Linked DNA regions of Rattus norvegicus: region 1 is linked to region 2. The links are chromatin contacts, called in public HiChIP or PLAC-seq maps. All regions are on one chromosome and are shown on one strand. The core of a region is the stretch at or near the end of the contact, and the rest is flanking DNA. Distances in the headings are between cores, read along the strand shown.

Evidence for each region. HiChIP or PLAC-seq counts read pairs in DNA pulled down with a chosen protein or histone mark.
Region 1: an H3K27ac HiChIP or PLAC-seq map of oligodendrocytes shows a contact between it and region 2, with 14 times the contacts expected there. The contact joins the promoter of Tmem115 here to the promoter of Rbm15b in region 2. A contact is called at or near these places in 1 of 12 Hi-C or Micro-C datasets (mammary epithelial cells) and 1 of 1 datasets of contacts at active chromatin or transcription factors (oligodendrocytes).

The regions. Positions count from the first base shown.
Region 1 is chr8:117,084,447-117,088,022 of GRCr8, reverse strand. It overlaps Tmem115 (transmembrane protein 115), which reads right to left and starts at 1,917. Exons shown (of 2, transcript NM_001108779.2): 1 at 534-1,917. The coding sequence starts at 1,384. It overlaps LOC120094259 (a long non-coding RNA gene), which reads left to right and starts at 2,016. Exons shown (of 2, transcript XR_005488458.2): 1 at 2,016-2,177.
Region 2 is chr8:116,423,268-116,426,735 of GRCr8, reverse strand. Rbm15b (RNA binding motif protein 15B) reads left to right here and starts at 1,362. Exons shown (of 1, transcript NM_001399320.1): 1 at 1,362-3,468. The coding sequence starts at 1,466.

The DNA of each region.
Region 1 (3,576 bases), core at 668-3,167, 660 kb before region 2:
AGTAATACCCCAACCGTCCTGCATTAAGATGGGAAAGACGGGTTGGGGATTTAGCTCAGTGGTAGAGCGCTTGCCTAGGAAGCGCAAGGCCCTGGGTTCGGTCCCCAGCTCCGAAAAAAAAAAGAACTAAAAAAAAAAAAAAAAAAAAAGATGGGAAAGACTTTAAGGACAAAGACATCCTTCCCCATCTCCTATCACAGGAGAAAAGGGCCAACAGTTTCTGTCTCTCACAGAACCAGTGCTTAGAATCTGGAAATCCTGAGGCAAGACCAAAGGTGACTGGGTGTTCTGCAGACAGGTTAAGTGGCCCAAGTTATGAGAAACACACACTAGAGCCCAAAAACCTACATACTGAGTTCCCTCAAGGCCAAAACCTGAGTCCTTTTTTCGGAAGCCACCCCTAACACCTGTCGAAGCCACCCCTAACACCTGTCCGTGGCTCTCCAGCCTACGTAGTGCAAACACCTCAATGCCTGGTTATGTGGCCACACCAATAGTCTAGCTAGTCAAGAATTTGGAAAAGTTCCTAGTACCTTCTCCGCTCCGCATCTTGAGGGTCTGTGCCTGGGAGGCTGATAGTGATGGACGATGGTGCTCCGACATCGTAGCGCTTCACTGTCTTCTGACAAATCTTCACCTTCACCAGGAGGCCATGCACCAAGTTCGCTAGCAGTCCCACTACCGGTTGCAGGATCTCAGGGAAGAAGGTGGCAAAAGCAAAATGATCAGCCATGTCCCCTCGGCCTCGGCTGTGCCGCTGATAGAAGCGAAGATACACCCAACTTGATAGCAGCCCAAAGCCGTAGGAAGCCAATGCCGGGCTCTGGAGCAGTGTGGCCAACCGGAGGAGTAGCAGCAACGCCAGCAATAGCATGGGAACTACGCTGACGCGGACCTGGGGCACTCGCAGAACCACACAGTCTCCCATAGTTTGCTTGAGCGCTACCAGGACACCACCTAAGAAGCCCAGGGCGCCGTGGATACGAATAGTGAACAGGTAGACCAAGTTGAAGGAAGCCATGTAGGTGAGGAGGTAGGCGAAGGCCCCCAGAAGCCCCACTGACACATTCACCACCGAGAAGAAGATGAGCAGCTCCAAGGCTCCCCAGAGGGGCTCCAGTAATCGTCCGGCCACAACTACTGTGGCCAGACTAATGGCCACGTCCCACACGTGCTGTTCCATGAGCCCATGGGTGGCCAGGGTCCAGATCCAGAAGTTGGGTGGAAAAAGGTAGCCTGGGGTGACGGCCAGGCAGCCCGTGTCCACAGCGAAGGAAAGCAGATAGAGAAATAGTACCACAGCGCACAGTGCCTTCACTACCACGCTGGCGCTGGCCAGGATGGCCCCCAGATGCTGGCGGGCACCGGGCAGGGCGCGTTGCATCTTCCTGGCGGGCGTTGGCTTGAGGGAAGGTGAGGAAGGTGGCCTAGGGGCCTCCCCGGGGCCTCGTCCCAGTTCGGCCCCGACGGGAGGCCCGGGCCCGGCTACTTCACTGGCTTCTGTTCCGTGTGACGGCTCTGGTTCCGGTCTGATCCGGCTGTAGTTCCAAAGCGAGGAGAAAGCCTTCTTGCCGGGGACCTGACGTTAGGCCCTGGGTGGCTTGGGCACGCCTGTCTGCCGGTTCCGTCGGCCCAGCGGCCAGGCTAGCGTTGATCTCAAGGCTGGGCTTCCTCCATCCACTCTGAGACTCTGCGATCTGCCGGGACTGATGCCTTGTTCCAGTTCAAGTCAAGCCCGTTTAGCTCCGGCTGGGCTAAGGTTTTGACTTGACGGTACCTCCTCCCCTCTCCGGGGCGGACAAACAGGGGCGCCGCGCCTGCGCGCCCCCGCCGGCGGCCGCGACTGTACGCCCTCTGAGCTCTTGCCTTCCGGCTCCTCGGCATGCTGGGATACGGAGTCCTTGAGACCTAGCCGACCGGTTTTGGCATAGAACCACAAGTCCCAGAAGCCGTGCACGGAACAGGTCTCGTAGAATGTAGAGGCTAGGGCACTTGGGAGTTGTAGTTTTCAGTGCTTATTCCTCTAGTTCTTAGAAGTTAGGGAAGTGGAGACCAGTATTCCTGATCTCGGAAAGCAAGGCATTGAGTGGCCGGGTTCAAGAGGCAGCGCCGCCTTGGGCCGCACACTTGCTGCACTCTTTGGAGGAGGAGATTGGCTCTATTTGTGACTTGTACAGGTACAGCAATGTTTTTGTAAGCGGGTACAAAAGAATGTGAACGGTTCTGATGTGTTGTATCAATGCGCGTGAACTAGCCAGAAATCCTGTCGTCTGGCAAATGGAGCCCAAGGCAGGCCAGAACCCTTGTTCCATCATTTGTAGTTAATGTGATATTGATCAAGTTCCCGAACATTTTTGAAGTGCAATTTCACGAACCTTAAAAATGATGGGGACTGGAGAGATGGCTCAGTGGTTAAGAGCACTGACTGCTCTTCCAGAGGTCCTGAGTTCAAATCCCGCAACCACATGGTGGTTCATAACCATCTGTAATGAGATCTGATGCCCTCTTCTGGTGTGCACTTATATATAATAAATAAATGAATCTTTAAAAATGATGGCGATGGCAGGCTCTTACTATAGTTTTAAGGATCAAAGAAGGCAGCTATCTATGTAAACGACTTGCCATGTTGTGTTGGGTGTTCACATTGCCCTGATTCCAGCCAACTGTACTTGCTACATGAACTTAGGTTTTCCATCTCAGGGGGAATAAGGGGCAAGGCTGTGCTGCTTCAGTGACTCTTCTCCCACTTGATTCCACTTGCCAGAGAAATCTCCCTTGAGCTGGAGAGATGGTTTAGCGGTTAAGAGCACTGACGGCTCTTCTAGAGGATCCGGGTTCGATTCCCAGCAACCACAGGGCAGCTCATAGTTGTAACTCCAGGTCTAGGGTTTCTGACACCCTTACACACATGCAGGCAAAACACCAATGAACATTAAAGAAAAAAGATTATTTATAAGTCTCTCTGTAAGTGCCAGGTTGGCCTAGGCTCAATTTTACGCTTACAGTGGTTATCAGCAGGGTGTTTGAGATTTATTTAAAAGCTATTTTGTTTACGTGTATGTGTGTCTCTGTATGTATATGGCATTAAGTGTGCAGGCCACAGAGGAAACACAGGATGTTGAATGTTGGGAGCTGGACTTCTGAGCCACCAGATGTGGGTGCTGGGGGTACAGGTTCTCTGTAAGAGCAGCAAGCACTATTAACCATAGAGCCATCTCTCCAACCCTGAGATTTTTGTTGTTGTATCTAGATTTTTAAATGTGCATATTTTAAAAATGTGATTAATTATACGACAAGGGACTTTATTATAAAATCCCTTTAAGCTATTGCTCAGTACACCTGCCTATGTGTTCAAAACTACCTTTCACCTTTTATTTTTGTCTGGGGTTAGGGTTCCTACTGTATATCATATACTTGCAGGTTTGCAAGTTTGACTTAGCAAATCAAAATATAGAGTCACTGGGCAGTGGTGGTTCAAGCCTCTAAGGTTGATCTCTGTGAGTTGGAGGCCAGCCTGGTCTGCAGAGTTCGTTCTAGGACAGTAAAGACTACACAACAAAACCCCTATCTTAGAAA
Region 2 (3,468 bases), core at 113-2,612:
CATTTCTTTACTCTGCCTGGTACTTGTTATTAATTCATTGGGGTTCCAGTCTGGCATCAGACAGGGCCCCTGGCTTTCCTGGATTCTGGCGAGTCTAGCAGGAGTCAGTTTATGGAGCAGTGTGAACTTGTCCCAGAGGGCCTGGAGAGTTGTGCAGCACGGTTTTCAGTTGTTCCCTTGCTGGCATTTGTGACCTGTGCCTCAGTAAGGACACTTTGCTCCTGCTGCCTCGAAAGATCATGTGAAAGGAGTGACTGCTAAGAAGTTACATTTTTCCAAAGAGCGCGTCTTAGCTCTCCTGTGGTCCCCAGTTCACTTTGTATCAACGGGGCCTTACTTTCTGCCATGAAGCCCTCGGCTGTTTCTTCCAAGTTCCTCCTGCACTTTTCTCCTGCTGATTGCTTTTCTGCTTATGGGAGGAGGGAAGGCTGGGTGCCTTCTTCATCATTCTACAGATACATCAATGGATCCGCAACCATCTGTGGAGAACATAAGCCCTAGCAGCCTTTGGGTGCCCCTGCCGGTACTTCACCTCACCTCCTGGATGTGGCCAAGACACTGGCCAGCAAGATGTCAACATGGCAAGAAGTGATAACTAACGCCATTACCTGTGCTTTACCCTTGGTTCTGCCACCCCACCTTTCCAGTCTCCTGTCTGCCCAGACACCTACCTACAGCAGAAATTTGGACCCAGTGGCACCAAGATGCCTGTCTGTGGGTTGCAAACGCATTCTTTCTAGTTTATGTACCTGGACCTAGGGAGGTCTCACCTGTGTGGATAGTCTTCGTTTTCAGAGTCTTGTCAGGACAGTGCCGGAAGAATCTGAATGCACAAGATGGCCTGGATGTGGGTCCTGGACAGGGTGTAGGGATACTTGTGTGTCTACCTTCAAGGATGCCACTTCTGGTCCCAGTCAGAAAACTCCATGGAAGGGAATAGAATTTCTTCACCTAGTGGCAGGTTTGAGTGGGATACAACCCTTGGCTTCCGGCCAAGCAGCCACACCTGCTCCAGTGGGCGGGGTCCCGAGTCCGCCAAAGGTAGGCGGACCTGGTGTAGGAAGCCCTAGAGCACAGAGCCAGAGTGCAGCTGGGGCCTGCTAGGCTCCAGAGGGAATCCGCGCCCAACACGGTAGCCCGGTGCCTACCAACCACGCAGCGGCGCCAGAGCTCGCAGTCAGGCGGGCTCCTCTGTTTGCCAAGATGTCACGTGGTACAGGCCCGCGGAGCCCGGTGATAGGCGGCGAGCGAAACTCTCGTCCCGCCCACCTCGGTCACGTGGTACGGCCGGCGCAGCTTGATAACGCAGCTCCCAGCCCCTCGGCGCCGCTCCCGCCCCGCCCCGCCGCTGCCGCCGCGCCGAGTCCTTTTGTCCAAGATGGCGGCGCCGGGGGCGCTGCCTCCTGGGCTGCCGCCGCTGCCGCTCTGAGGGACCCGCGGGCCGCCCGCCCGCCAAGCCGGCGCAATGAAGCGGCAGAACGAGCGAGACTCCAGCCCGAGCGGGCGTGGCTCGTCATCGTCCGCCAAGCGGCCGCGGGAGCGCGAACGGGAGGCAGAGGCGGGCGGGCGGCGAGCAGCGCACAAGGCCTCCGGCGGCACCAAGCACCCGGTTCCAGCGCGGGCTCGTGACAAGCCCCGCGGCAGTGGCGGAGGCGGCGGACATCGCGACGGGCGCGCTGCTGGGGATGCGAATCACCGAGCAAGCAGCGGGCGCTCCTCAGGCGCGCCCGGAGGCGGAGGACGCACCGGCAAGGCCTCCGGGGACCCGGGTGCTGGGGGCGCGTCGCCCCGCGCATCTCCACTCCCGCCGCCCCCGCCGCCCCCCGGGGCGGAACCTGCGGGTCCCGGTACCACGGCGGCTCCGGAGTACAAGACGCTCCTCATCAGCAGCCTGAGCCCCGCGCTGCCGGCCGAGCACTTGGAGGACCGGCTCTTCCACCAGTTCAAGCGGTTCGGTGAGATCAGCCTGCGCCTGTCACACACACCGGAGCTGGGCCGCGTGGCCTATGTGAACTTCCGGCACCCACAGGACGCGCGTGAGGCCCGCCAGCACGCCTTGGCCCGTCAGCTGCTGCTCTACGACCGCCCGCTCAAGGTAGAGCCCGTGTACCTGCGCGGCGGCGGGAGCAGTCGGCGCAGTAGCAGCAGCAGCGCCGCTGCCTCCACGCCGCCCCCAGGGCCTCCCACGCCCGCGGACCCTCTGGGCTATCTGCCCCTGCACGGGGGCTACCAGTACAAGCAGCGCTCTCTGTCTCCGGTAGCCGCCCCGCCCCTGCGGGAGCCCCGTGCGCGGCACGCCGCGGCAGCCTTCGCCCTGGATGCTGCTGCCGCGGCTGCCGTGGGACTGTCTCGGGAGCGAGCCCTGGACTATTACGGGCTGTACGACGACCGCGGGCGCCCGTACAGCTACCAGGCCGTGTGCGAGGAGGACCTGATGCCGGAGGATGATCAGAGAGCCACTCGAAATCTCTTCATCGGGAACCTGGACCACAGTGTATCTGAAGTGGAGCTTCGACGGGCCTTCGAGAAGTATGGCATCATTGAGGAGGTGGTCATCAAGAGGCCTGCCCGCGGCCAAGGTGGTGCCTATGCCTTCCTTAAGTTTCAGAACCTGGACATGGCACACAGGGCCAAGGTGGCTATGTCTGGCCGGGTGATTGGCAGAAACCCTATAAAGATAGGCTACGGCAAGGCTAACCCTACCACCCGCCTCTGGGTGGGTGGTCTTGGACCTAACACCTCGCTGGCGGCCCTGGCCAGAGAATTCGATCGCTTTGGGAGCATTCGGACCATCGATCACGTCAAAGGAGACAGCTTTGCCTACATCCAGTACGAGAGCCTGGATGCAGCCCAAGCTGCCTGTGCTAAAATGAGGGGCTTTCCCTTGGGTGGTCCAGATCGCAGGCTCCGGGTGGATTTTGCCAAAGCAGAGGAGACTCGATATCCCCAGCAGTACCAGCCCTCACCTCTCCCTGTGCATTATGAGCTGCTCACTGATGGATATACCCGGCATCGAAACTTGGATGCTGACCTTAGGGTGCGGGACAGGACCCCTCCGCACCTTCTGTATTCAGATCGAGACCGGACCTTTTTGGAAGGGGACTGGACCAGCCTTAGTAAAAGTTCAGACCGCAGAAACAGCCTGGAGGGCTATAGCCGCTCAGTGCGAAGCCGGAGTGGTGAGCGCTGGGGGGCAGATGGGGACCGGAGCATAGCCAAGCCCTGGGAAGAGAGACGAAAGCGGAGGAGCCTTTCCAGTGACCGCGGGAGGACAACTCACTCCCCTTATGAGGAACGGAGCAGGACCAAGGGTGGGGGGCAGCAGTCTGAGCGAGGCTCGGACCGCACCCCTGAGCGTAGCCGAAAGGAGAACCACTCCAGTGAAGGGACCAAGGAGTCAGGCAGCAACTCCCTCAGCAACAGCAGACATAGTGCTGAGGAAAGGAGCCACCATCACCACCACCACGA